Regions from separate parts of the Macaca mulatta genome. Here region 1 is linked to region 2. The links are chromatin contacts, called in public Hi-C maps. All regions are on one chromosome and are shown on one strand. Each heading gives the region's core, a stretch centred on a gene start, on an enhancer-like site or on the middle of the called end of the contact. The rest is flanking DNA. Distances are from core to core; before and after follow the strand shown.

Region 1 (6,740 bases), core at 2,462-4,961, 150 kb before region 2:
CGCTCAGAAATCACTGGGAGGTTCTTCCTGTCTCAACGGTCATTCACATGGGCAGAACACAAAGCATTCCTGTCCTTTTCACTCAGAGAATAGGCCCGCCTGTCCCTTGGCCCGTGACCATGTCAGGGCCCTTAGGGCAGCTAGTGTCGTCATCAGGACAGCCTGACTTCCAGATCCTATGGGGCTAGGGGTCTGGTGAGAATGCAGCAGGCACCTACCTCTCCTCCCGGCCCCAACTCTCCCCATGCCCCTCCCCCGCCCCGTGGCTGTTCAGGAACTTAGAGGGGAGGAGAAGAGGTTGGGAGAGGAAAGGAGAGGAGCTTCCTCAAAGGGATCCTCCACCAGGTTGAGCCCATTTCTTCAAAAGCAAGTGGTGATCTGTCTTCTCGGTAGGCTGGGGGAGGCAGGTGGAAGGGTCCCTGCCCTTTTCCCAGGATAAGATGGGCCACAACCACAGTCCAGGACTGAGTGTCTCCCCAATCCTGGGGTGCTGACAGTGGTTAAAGGACTAGCTCATGACTTAAAAGACTTGTGCTTCATCCTGGCTCTACCACTTATGAGCTGTATGCCTTTGGGCCAGTGACTCTGCCTCCCTGGGCCTCAGTTTCTTCATCTGTTAAATGGGTGTAATAATGACACCAACCTCTCACCAGTGAGAAGACGCACAAAAATATCCAGAACAGCGCCTGTTTTGTAGTTAATGTTCAATAATAATGCTGCTCATTATTTTTAGATTAGAAGATTCTATTCCTTGCCTCAGTTGCCCCCTTGACCAAATGTGCCTCACAGCAGGTCCCCTTTTAGGGATCATGTGCCCGGTCAGAGTGGGGTGTTCAGAAGGGAGTGGTCATAAGAAGGAAGTGGGATGAGAGAGAGCAAGGGTCACTTTGGGGCAGGAGGATGATGCTGCACTGGCCCTGGGAGGGGTCCCACCAGTGTAGCAGGATAAACAGTGAGACACAGGGTGCCGGGGAGGTATCGTGGGCCAGGAGTCAGAACATCAGGCACTCCGCCCTGCAGCTGCCACTCCTGGCCTGTGTGTGTCCTGGGGTGACTGATATACTGTCTGAGCCTCACTTCCCTCACCTGTGAAATGGGAGGAATTCATCCCTTCTCAGTCAGCCTTGCCTCCTATCTCTTCCTCAGCCCCTCACTCCCCTGCAGCTGCAGGGCACACACATTCCAGCCTCAGGGCCTTTGCACGGGCTGTCCTCTAGCTGTCTACACAGCTCACTCCCTCATCTCCCTCAAGGCTTTAGCTCAAAAGTTACCTCCTCAGGGAGGCCTCCCTGACACCCTGTTTAAAATGACAACCCAGTCCCTGGCCTCAGTACCCCCAACACAACTTTTCCCCTTCACCTCTCAGTACACTATATAATTTGCTTATTGTTTTTTGTTAGCTAATTGCCTCTTCCTGCCCCCTGCTTTTAAGCATTAGCTCCATGAGGACAAAAATTTTTATTTTTTCCACAGCTATCTCCCCAGTGCCTGAAACTGTCCCTGGCACTTTTCTCCATATGCCATTTTTGGTGTAATGCTCACAAACATTTTGTTCGATAAGCAAAAGTAAAGGACAGCCCCAAACTGTGTCACTATGGGACATTCCTGTTAACTCCAGCCCACTCCTCTGCCATACCCCTAGAGGGGCAGGCCCTTCTTCCCACAGAGGTGGGGCTATCTAAAGAACTTGGGAGGCTGGGTGTGAGCTGGAGAAGGCACAGGGGGCCTGGAGGCAGAGCTGTGCAGAAAGCAGGTCGCAGTCCTAGAACCGGCAGGTCATGACAGCTGGACATGGGTGAAGGGGCTTTGGGCCTTAGTCCTCCACTCCAAATTTGGAAGCACGGAGGAAGTTGACGACGTGTAACTGGGAAAGAAGCGGCCAGGGCAGAGGCCTCCTGGGATCGTGGAACAGTGGGGGCCTCAGGAACAAGACGACCCATTTTACAGATGGGACAACAGAAGCCTAGAGAATAGTCTTATTTCCTAACAACCCAACAAGAAAAATCTTTTCTCTCCTTTCTTGAAGTCTGGGATTGAGGCTAAAGGGCGGACAGTGCCCCCTCCTGGCTCTGCAACAAAACGACCCCCGCATCCCTGGGATCTGCCGGCCGCAGGTCCTGGTCCCCTCTCCACAGGCCATCGGGGATGGAGGTTCAAGGGACCACATAGTTGGGGTGGGCAGCCCCGGTGACTTCTCCTCGCAGGCCCGCCCCGTCAAGAAGTTTGTTTGAAAGAAACCAACCAGGAAGTGAGGGATAGTAGGGTGGTGAGGGGGCCTTGGCCAGCCGCTCTGGGCTTTGGAGGAGCCTCGGGGTTCTCGGCCTCTGCGCTACTCCTGCCCCAGCCTCCATCGCTCCGGAGGAGAAACCCACTGCCCCCGAGCTCCAGGAGGAGGCGGAAGCCCGCGACTGGGTCAGGGCGAAGGAGCTCAGAGCGAGGGGACCCAAGGCGAGCGCCCCGCCCCGCCCCGCCCCGCCCAGTAGGGCGCGCCGGGGTGGGCGCGGCGTTCTGGCCTTTCCTCCACACAGCCTCCACCGGGTAGGTGCGAGTGCTCTGCCCACGGCAGGGGCCCTAGCCCACCCAGCGTCCGGCCAGTAGCCCCACACTGCCCCCTTCCTGCAGATCGCGCGACTTGGGGGAGGGTGGGGGGCGTCTCCACCTGTGCGTCCCCTACCCACCCCCTAACTGGGCTCAGGCGCGGCCTGGATTTCTGCCCGCCCCTTTCCAGCCTGGGGACTGGGGACTCTCCCAGCCTCGCCCCTCCCCCTCCAATCTGTCCCTCATGTCCCCGCTCCAGACACTCACCCACTTTCTGAGACCCGGGCCGAGCGCCGGTGTCCCCCGGCGGGGAGCTCCGAGTCGTTAGGCGGCCCCAGGTCCTCCGGCCCAGGGCCCCTGCCCCCAGGCCCCCGCCCCAGAAGGTCAGGCCAGACTTGTGGGCAGCGGGAACTCCGCCACCACCTCCGTCCGCGGCCCTGCGGGGGCAAAGACGGGGGGAACTCGCAAGTTTGCGCCGCGCACTCCTCCGGCCGGGAACAATGGCGGGAGGGGGAGGGGACAGAGAACCGAGCGCGGGGACCGAGTCAGACCGTAGGGAGACAGAAACTGCTTTCGCTCGGTTTCTCTCCTGCACCGAAGCAGAAAGCTCGAGCCCGAGAGGCAGAGGCCGAGGACGAAATAAGCAGTCCAGGAGGAGGGCGACCGCGGAGCCGGGGGAGAGGGGAAACCGAGTCAGACGGAGGGGCGGCAAGGGGAGAGCGCGCAGGGGAGACGGAAAGGGCTGCGAGACGGCGCCTTGGGGAGTCGGGGAGGCGACCCCCTGGGGTCCCAGCGGGCTCAGCGGATGCCGAGATGTCCCGGGGCGCCTGGCTAGCGCGCGCAGGGTCCCGGCCGCCCCCCTGCGGTCCCGGCGGCCGCAGGAGCCCCGCTGGGTTGCGCTGCGCAGGCGGCGGACGGGGGGCGGCAGGCGGCGGGCGGGGAAAGTCCGCGGCTCGGAAGCGGCGGCGGCGGGGAGCAGAACTTACGGGCCTCGCGCGTGCCGGCGCCAGGCTGCGTGGAGCTGGTGTCAGGCGGAGGCTCCGGGCTTGGGCGCCTCACATCGCGCCGCCCGCGCGGGGCCGGGCAGCGCAGGGCAGGGCAAGGCAGGGCAGGGCAGGGCAGGGCCGGCTGGACTGCGCGCGGCGCCCTGCGCGGCCGGGGCTTACCGAGTCTGGCGGCCCGCGCTGGTCCCTCCTCTCGGTTCCGCGCACAAGCCAATGGCGCGCCGTCCCCTCCCACGCGCCGGGCTGCCTCGCCCCCAGGGTGGCCGCCGGGGCTGGTGGGATGGGGGTTGGCGGGGAAACCGGGCTCCCGGCTCCCCCGCGAGGCTCTCCCGGGGGCCGCCTGCAGGGGGCGCACGCGCGCCCAAGAGAAGGCGCCGGGGGAGGAAGTAGCGCGGGGAGACCCTGGCGTTGCCCGCGCCGCCCAGGAAGACTTTCCTGGCAAGTTCTGCAGACGGTGCCCCTTTCTTGGGACGATCAACGTAGATGGGCAAACCACACCATCTTAAATAGCCTTGCGATGTCTCCCGGGCCCAGGTCGGTGTCTGAAATGGAAGGTACTGCTTTGGCTGGCGGTGATACCCAAGTGTGTAATAACACAGTCACGACAATAGTCACCGTTTGCTGCGCACTCTCTGATGCCAGGCACCATATGCTAAAGGAGTTACAAGTATTAACTCATTTGATTTTCACAGCAACCCATAAGGGCGCTGTGCTTAGTCCCATTTTACTGGCGGTGGTCGTTGAAGTTTGAGTTCACTCAGCCTTCAGGCTTCCAGCTTAGGCCCACCCTTCTCTCTCCCTGCTTGGTGTGACTTGGCCAAATAACATGACCCCTCCGTCACTACCGCCACCGTCTTCATACTCCACCCTAAAATCCAGCTTGACGATGCTGCTGTCAATTGCACTGTCAGGGGACTAGGATCTTATCTGGGGCTCTAGGACGCTTGTTGGGGCCACAGTTGTCAAACCTTTTGTCTCTATACATCCTATGGGGGCCTGGGATGAGGATGAGGGTTGGGGGTCATGGAGGCTGTCTGGTGGCCTGTCAGCCTAAAAGAACCAGGTTCCTACAGACAAGGCCCCACCCTCAAATTCTGGGCTCCTTCCACCCCTTATGGTGGGAAAATAATGTGCTGTCTTCCACCCTAACCCCCACCACCCTATGCTCTCCTTAGAGAAATGCCTGGATCTCTTTCATCTGGTCTGATGGTCACAGTGGGCCAGGAACCGGGGTGGGGGGCTGCGGGAAAAGGAAGGCAAGGCTGATGACGTGCTCCATTCCACAAGTAATTAAGAGAGAAAGAGGTGAGTGGCTGCCCCAGGCATCTAGCTAGGTGGGCATTCTGACTCCAGGTCTCAATTCTGTCTGCACCAGTTCCTTAAGGGTTACCAGATCACCTAGGTTCAAATCTTGGCTCTGCCTTTTAGTCCCTCTGCGGCCTTGGACAAAATAAGTCACCAATAGTAACCAATAGTAGGAACCAATAGTAGGAACCGGCTATGGTTGCTGTAGAGATTTAGAGTTAATAGCAGCTGCTCATGTTTATTGAGCATGGACTCTGTGCCATGCAGGCTCCCACTGTCCTCACCAGAGCTGGGATTGGGCAGGAGAGTCTGTGCCCTTGGCAAGGAAGTAAACAGAACAGTCCTTTGTTCATAGTAAGTGCTCAGTGACTATAAGCTGTTCTGATTACTAAGGTAGATAAACTCGGATGCCCCAGTGCCACTGACACTGCCCCCAGCCAAACACCTGGACAATGATAGCCAATAATGAATGAATGAATCAATCAATCAAAGTATGTGACTCTAGATGAGTATTATTTTTAAGGTGTGTTGGATGGAGCCATCTGACTCAATGCTCTATAGTAATTTCTGCAACAACTCAGTCTCACCTCACTGCTTTTACAGAGCTGGGCCAAGCTGGGTTGATAAATTCATTTGTCACTCCCTCTTCTGCCTTTCCGGCACTCAGGGCTCTGGGTTGCTGAAGGGAGGGCCCCCAGCATCATTCATGTGTGGTGTCCTCCCAGACTTGGGGACACCTGCCTGTGCTCTGCTTGGTGTAACCCTAGAGACTAGCAGCAGAGTCTGTGCTTGTAATCCCAGCCAGCCTGATCGTACATCAGTAGGGGGGCCTTTGTCACAATCACTCCAAGTTCTCCGACATGGAAGAGGCTGCCTTAGTTGTCATGAATGAGTGCCCTGTCACCAGCAGCATGCAAGCAGAATCCAGGGAAGGGTTGATGAGGACACCAGAGGAAGAATTCCCACCTTAAGTGGTATTTGGAGTGGATAACCTTTGCCCTCTGGGTGTCTGTATTCTCTCAGTCTCCCAAGCTTATCAACGGGGAAGCTGGGGAGGCTGGGAGCTCAGGCTGGGTCGAGGCTGCCCCACCATCCTTTGTGAAGGAGGCCATCCTGACTGTGCCTGACCCATATACCAGGCAAGGTGTTATGTCCTGGGGCCCCAGGGGTGAACAGGACAGTGTCCCTGTCCTTGGAGAGTTCACAGCCCCCTTGTAGATGACTGCACAGATAGTCAACAGCAGCAACAGTAAACGCTCAAGATAACAGGCAAAGTGCTTGGAGGGGGGCCAGGGGAGAAGCAGCTGGCTCTATCCATAACCCCCTGCATCCACTCTCCCGAAAGCACCCATTAGAGGCTCTTATTGTCTTCCTCCCTATATACTTTTCATTTATTTTATTTATTTATTTTTTTTGAGATGGAGTCTCGCTCTGTCACCCAGGCTGCAGTCCAGTGGCACAATCTCGGCTCACTGCAAGCTCCACCTCCCAGGTTCACACCATTCTCCTGCCTCACTCAGCCTGCCGAGTAGCTGGGACTACAGGCGCCTGCCACCATGCCCGGCTAATTTTTTGTAATTTTAGTAGAGATGGAGTTTCATCGTGTTAGCCAGGATGGTCTCGATCTCCTGACCTCATGATCCGCCAGCCTCGGCCTCCCAAAGTGCTGGGATTACAGGCATGAGCCACCGCGCCCAGCCTCTATATACTTTTCTAAAGTGATGTGTCCAGTTCAGAAACATCCCTTAGGCAGCCATTCTGCCCTCAACTCTTCTGAGTTACCTGATCTTTACACGGGGCATAAAAAAAAAAAAATTCGCCTCGCTGGGCTGCTGTGAGAAGTAACATTGACATTCATTAAGTGTGCCCCTAATGCCAGGCAAGAATAGATGC
Region 2 (6,780 bases), core at 2,303-4,802:
TTTTAAGGTTTAAATCAAGGACATTTCCTGCAGCTACATAGAAAGCACCTTTACGTCCATCCTGTAGGCAGCCCCTGTACCTCCAACTTCAGTATCCTGGTGAACTCAATGCGTCAATATCTCACAAGTTTGAAGATTCCCTTGCTCTCCTGAGTCCTCTCCCTTACTGGCCATGTGACCTTAAACAAGTCCTTCACCTGGCTAGCCTCAATTTCCTTGTATGTAAACTGAAGGCATTGGACTAGGTTTCCTTCCAGTCTGAAATTTGCAGGCTTCTCTATCAAAGGAAAGTCTGAGGAATAGTAGCCACCAGTTAGTGAGCATTTGTTATGTGCCAGCAGAATTGCCAGCACATTTACCTACATTGTCTAGTTTTGTTCTCACACAATCCTGTAGGAAAGCTTTCATCTCTCCCATTTAACAGGTGAGGACACTGAGGCTCAGGGGTGGAACAAACCACTCCAGATCACACAGGGGTAGTGGGATTCAAACTCGAGTGTCGTTCAGATGCTTAGACCATTTAACTCCATTGCACACACAGAATCAGCATTTATTTTCACCCCCATTTTTTTGGCCAGGCTTTTCCTGTTTAGCTCGTCCTTGAGGACAGGGCTATCGGGACACATCCAGGGCTTAGGAGCACCTGTAGGTGAGTCAAGCAGGTTACGGAAAGCATGGAGCCGCCTTGTTGGCAACTGGGGCCACAGGCTGTGTTCCAGTCTCTTCAGTCCACATCTCTGGGTGATACACTCATGTTTGGAGGTGCCTGCAGTGGCAGGAGGAAGTGGGGAGGGGGGAATGTGACAGTTCTCCAAGGAATTTGGAAGGCAGGGGAAAGAGCTGCACAGGCACCGTCACGTCATTGGCAAAGGTGCCAAAGAAATGTCAGAACAAAATGTGCCTGCTGGGATTGGAGATGAAAAATCCATTCCTGTCTGCCCTGAAGCAAATCCCTTCACTTCCCAAGTTCCATCTCAGGAGGAGGAATTAATCACTTGACAGAGTTCTTCAGCACCATGGACAGTGCCCTAGCGGCACCTTCAGGGGGCCCACCCAGGCCTCAGAGTATCAGGCCCAGTGACTAGCATCACAGCTGATGGAAGGGATGTCCTCGCTCCCCTCATCCCCAGGGACTTATCATCTGGGGCCAGAAAGAGGACTGACATGCAAGGAAAACTCACACAGTGCTGGGTGCTCCTGCGTGCTAAGAAAGGACCCTCCAGCCAGTTTTGGCCTTGACATTCATTCCTGCATTTGGCCATCATTGAGCAGGGGATGTATGCCTGACTCTGCACCAGACACCAGGGAAGGAAGAGCACAAATGAATGGAGACTGTGCTTGCCCTCAAAAAGCTTGGGGTTAGTTGGGGAGACTGGAAACCAGTCATTACGAGATAGAGCTTGACACAAATGAGGTCAATGAGGTTGCTACTAATGCTAGTTCCACTTTACAGGAGGGAAACCAGGCCAGGTGATCTGCCCCGGCTCACACAGCTATGAGGAGGCAGAGCTGGGATTTGCATCCATGTGGTCAGGTCCCAGGATCCATGATTTTAGCCACTACCATGACTATGGGGTGGTGGTGGGGAACAATTCAATTAAGTCTAGAAAGGGGCAATGGAGAATTCCTGGAAGGGGTGACACCCGGGTGAGGAAGTTGGGGGAGGTCGGAAAGAACAGCACTGTGAAGCCTGAGAATGTAGTGCTCCACAGTGAGTGCGGGAAAGGTCACACAGAAGATGTGGGAACAGCAGGGTGGGTGAAGGTGAGGCTAGAAGACCCCCAAGAGTGGGCTCTTGGGGAGTGTTGCACTAAGCGAGGGAGTTTGAGCTGGATTTTGCAGCTCTAAAGAGGCAACAAAGTGTTTCAAGCATCAAAACAAGGTAATCAGATTCTGGAAAATGGCTGATAGTGTATGGAGGTGGACTGGAGAGGGATCATTGGCAGGAGGGATGTCCAGCCAGAGGGTTCCTGCAGGAAGCCAGCTGAGGGAGGGAGGCAAGGCTAGACTGGGGCAGGGGCAGCGGAGCAGCAGGAATGGCACACAACACCTGATGGCCTTGAAATTAAGATCACAGGTTCTGGGCTGGGTGTGGTGGCTCACGCCTGTAATCCTAGCACTTTGGGAGGTCGAGGTAGGCAGATTGGCTGAGCTCAGGAGTTCGAGAGCAGCCTGGGCAACATGGTGAAACCCCGTCTCTACTAAAAATACAGAAAATTAGTCAGGTGTGGCGATGTGTGCCTGTAGTCCCGGCTACTTGGGAGGCTGAGGCAGGAGAATTGCTTGAACCCAGGAGGCGGAGGTTGCAGTGAGCCAAGATCGTGCCACTGTATTCCAGCCTAGGTTACAGAGCGAGACGCCATCTCAAAAACATAAAAATAAAAATAAATAAATAAATCACAGGCTCTGGCCCCACATCTCCTGGATTCACAGCCAAAACCAGGAGTGAGGAAGCACCTGCCTTACACTGCCTTTTTTTTTTCACTTTTTTTATTTTTAATTTCTGTGGCTACGTAACAGGTGTGTATATGTATGGAGCACATGAGATGTTCTGATACAGGCATGTAATGTGCCATAATCACATCATGGAGACTGGGGTATCCATCCCCTCAAGCATTTATCCTTTGTGTTACAAACAATCCAATTACACTGTTTTCATTATTTTAAACTGTACAATTAAGTTATTATTGACTGTAGTCACCCTGTTGTGCTATCAAACAGTAGGTCTTATGCATTCTTTCTAGCTTACACTGCAAATTCTAAAGCTCATGCACTTTACTTGTGAGCTCTTCAGGCTCTGTCTCGGGACCCAGTTACTCTTAATTCACCCACTGTTCTGACAGAGTTGTGGGTCTGACTCTCAAATTCACAGTGGATTAGAAGTAGAAAGTTTTATGGGATGGGAGAAGAATTGAGAGGCAGGTGCAGTGATAGCAGTGAGGGATGCTAGCTAACATCAGGAAACCAAAGATTTTTTATTTTTTTAAAGCATCATAAAACGGCATCATTTGGCAGATTCTGAATGCATCAACACATCCTACATTAATTACACTATTTAATAAAGTCGAGAACTCTATCACATTTCTAAAAATATTTCCATCCAAGGCTAAAATGAAATTTGAAAGTTTGAGTAATTAAGAGCAATCCCTCAGCCATACTGATTCGCTAATTGTCCCTAAAATCCGAGTGACTGAGACCTCCTTGTACCTTTCAGAACCTTGTCCTATCCATCTGAGTGACAGGGTGATCCTCACACTCACCTCATGAGAAAAAAATAGGCAGAGGGGCCACCCTATGTCATAGGTGAAGAAACTCATGCTCAGCCTTTCACAGCCTACCCAAATGACTCTTCATTTTCAGAGTCAGGCTAGGAGCCCAGATGTCCTGATTGGCAGCCCTGAACTCCCAGTCCTTCTGTCTGTCTCTCTCTTCTTTCCTCCCTCCCCTTCTCAAGCCACACCCACCCACTGGTTCTCATCATCATCATCTGCTGCTGCTGATTGGCTGGTGAGATCACCCTAAGCAGCAGCCCTCTCCTCCATAGGTCCATGGTATGCTGACATCACAGAGGTTATTTGCATATCTATCAGCCAATCAAGAACTTCCCACCCTCAACCGGGCAGTTCCTCTCTTTATGGAACTGAGGCTTCTCACTGGGACTGAGCTCATAAGCCACAACAGAAGCTGCCTTTTATTGAACATTTATTATGGGCCAGGCCTGTGCTATATATTTTGCACATTTTCTCTCATCGGATGTGTACAATAACCAGCTGAGGTAGGAACTGGGTTAGTCCCACTTCTCAGAGAAGAAACTTTCCAAGTTTAAATATTTGCCCAAGGTCATGGAGATAATAAGTAGCAGAGATGGAATCTTTGTCCAGGGATATCTAATCCAAATATTGGATTCTTAACCAACTCCAGAGTCTTCCAACAGAGGGACAAGTGTTGTGACTTTGTGTGTGTGTGTGTGTTGGAGGGTGGGGGGCGGAGGGCAGGGATTAATAGGACTTTAGCCAGGGAAAGCAGCTTCTCCCTTTCCCCACACTTCTTGCACCCCAATCACCTTACTGGGCTGAGAATTGTGTCTGTTCCATCAGAGGAGGGAGCTACGGAGAACTTCCAGCTAGTAAGGGGGTGCTGTCAGGCTGTCAGGCTGCACAGCAGAGACGTGCCCAGTCCTTAGACCTGGGAGGTCTCCTTCAAGTGTCAAAAGAAGGTATCCAGCTGGGCACGGTGGCTCACACCTGTAATCCCAACACTTTGCGAGGCTGAGGTAAGCAGATCATGAGGTCAGGAGATCGAGACCATCCTGGCCAACATGGTGGAACCCTGTCTCTACTAAAAATACAAAAATTAGCTGGTCGTGGTGGTGTGCGCCTGTAGTCCCAGTTACTCAGGAGGCTGAGGCAGGAGAATCACTTGAACCCAGGAGATGGAAGCTGCAGTGAGCCAAGATTGCGCTACTGCACTCCAGCCTGGGTGACAGAGCAATATTCTGTCTAAAAAAAAAAAAAGACGACGAAGAGGAAGGTGTTCAGGACTCAGAGCTAGAGGCTGAGCAGAGTCACAGCCTCTTTGCTGAAAGCCTGTGTGACCTGGGCCAATGAGTGTTTAATGATCCCCAAAGGCTCTTCATGTATTAGTTTCTGCAAAGCTGGCTTTCCCGGGGAGATGCTAGCTGGACACCGATGAGGGAAGACTATAACCCAGCCTTGCAGCCCTCCCTGGGGCCAGCATGAGGGGAAGCACCCCAGCTGGGGCCCCAAAACTGCCCTCTGAGATCCAGCCACTCCCAGGAAGGGAGTAGAAGAGCAACAACGTCCTTGTGCAAGCCCCCCTCACACTGTGCCACAGCCTCCTTCCCCCGTCACCCCAGTCCATTAGGTCCAGCCCCCCTCGCACCATGCCACGGCCTCCTTCCTCCCTACCATCCCAGTCCATTAGGTCCAGCCCCCCTCGCACTGTGCCATAGCCTCCTTCCTCCCTACCATCCCAGTCCATTAGGTCCAGCCCCCCTCGCACCGTGCCACAGTCTCCTTCCCTACCATCCCAGTCCATTAGGTCCAGACGACCTGTAATGCACACCCCAGGGCCCAAGCCCTGTGCTGGCCGCCCTGGTGGATGCTGGAAATGCCAGGCAAGCCTCTGGCCACAGAAAGTGGTGCCTGGCCCATCACACGGGGGCAGCCGAGGTAATCAGTTCAATGCCAGAGCAGGCAAGGAAGGCTTCCTGGGAATGGCAGCAATTGGGCTGGGCTTGCCAAGCTGATTAGTGTGAACTGGTCGACCAAGGAAGGGAGAGCAGGCCTGATGTACAGAAGAGCAGATGCAGGGAGACAGGCAGGACTGTTTACCCTGGAGGGGGAAGGCCCACTCACTGTGTGGGCAGGAAGCTGACTCAGAGAGTGTGACGAGAGTAACAGAGAACCCAAGTATCATTACTCCCAGCCCAGTGCTCATCTAATCGTGAGCCCTAGCCTTGCATTTTCATTCTCTTGTCTGGTCATCACTCGACAGTTGCCTCTGCCATGTCTACTGGACAGGACTCAGGATGGTCACCAGCAGCTTTCCCCTGCATCCCTCCCCAAAGCCCAGAAACCCTGACCACCCCGCCAGGCCGGCCTCCTTCCGGCCTTAGAGCCCAACCTGGACTCTGCAGTTGGTCCTTTGTTGCCATCTAGTGGTAGACATGTGAACCTACACTAAATGGGTGGATTGGTGAAGGAGGAAAAGTTGGAGGAGGAAGAGGAGGAAGATGAGAGGGAGATGAGGAAAGAGGAAGAGGAAGTAATTTGTATAGCCTATGTGGATCACCATGTACTTTGGTAGAGACAGAAAAATGTAGGCCCTACTGTTTTGCAGCTTTGTGACTTTGAGCAGTTCACAGTTCCTCCCTGAGCCTCAGTTTCACCATCTGTAAAACCAGGAAAAAGAACCCAAACTTAAGTGTTAACCTTTGGCAGGGTATTGACCCAGAGGGAGCTTGAGGGGGACTTCGACGGTGTCAGAAATAATCTGTCTTGATGGTCACACAGTTTTAAAAAGTCATTGAGTTGTACACTTAAGGTTTGGGTGCTTTACTGTATATGTATAATATATACATTATATATAATACTATACATACAGTATATATAACATATTAATATATAATATATAACATATATTATATATAAATTATACCTCAACAAGGAAGGAAGCAATAACACTAATCTACCTTTAATGGTGAAGACTAAGTGAAATCATGTAAGATAGGGGCTTAGCTCAGGGCCTGGCACCAAGTAAGGATGCATTGAGGGCGATAGTTATCCCTGCTGTCACCCAGCACATTCAAATATAGCTGTGCTTTATTTTGCAATGACCCTGTAAGTTGACTTACTTTTTATAGCTGAGGGATTGAGGCTTGGCGAAAACTTGCTCTAGATGATCTAATTCCGTGTCCTAGACTTTTTCACCTGGGCATAGACCTCAGGCTAGGATAGGCTGAGCAAGGTCCAAGGCAACAGAGCGGTGTGGGCAGGCTAGCCCTCAAGGGCCACTGCACCCGGCAAAGCACCAGACCAAAATGTTGTCCACTGGTTCCCAGGAGACCTGGCTCCTCCAGGTGATGAGGCACCAGAGGGGCTTCTCTCGAGAAAGCAGGCATCAGCTGGCCAGAAGGAGTAAGGGCAGAAGAAGGCAGCAGGGCAGCACAGGACACAGAGCTGGACAGGCAGATCTGGGTCTGAATTCAGGCTCCTCTGGATAGAAGGGGGCAAACTGCTTCTCATCCATGGGGGTCGG

The links. A called contact is a pair of places that touch in the nucleus more often than the background predicts.
Region 1: a Hi-C map of fetal cortical plate shows a contact between it and region 2, with 2.8 times the contacts expected there. The contact joins the promoter of TP53I11 here to the enhancer-like site in region 2. A contact is called at or near these places in 5 of 14 Hi-C or Micro-C datasets (cortical neurons, fetal cortex germinal zone, fetal cortical plate and 2 more).

What each region holds. Positions count from the first base shown.
Region 1 is chr14:20,644,122-20,650,861 of T2T-MMU8v2.0, reverse strand. It overlaps TP53I11 (tumor protein p53 inducible protein 11), which reads right to left and starts at 3,711. Exons shown (of 8, transcript XR_013403943.1): 1 at 3,525-3,711.
Region 2 is chr14:20,492,418-20,499,197 of T2T-MMU8v2.0, reverse strand. No RefSeq gene overlaps it. Among named protein-coding and RNA genes, the nearest start is that of PRDM11, 73 kb to the right of the region's middle. Within about 2 kb of position 3,552, at least 8 of the 40 cell types and tissues checked have an H3K27ac peak or open chromatin away from gene starts, as enhancers often do. A contact at or near this core is called in fetal cortical plate, where this site is marked.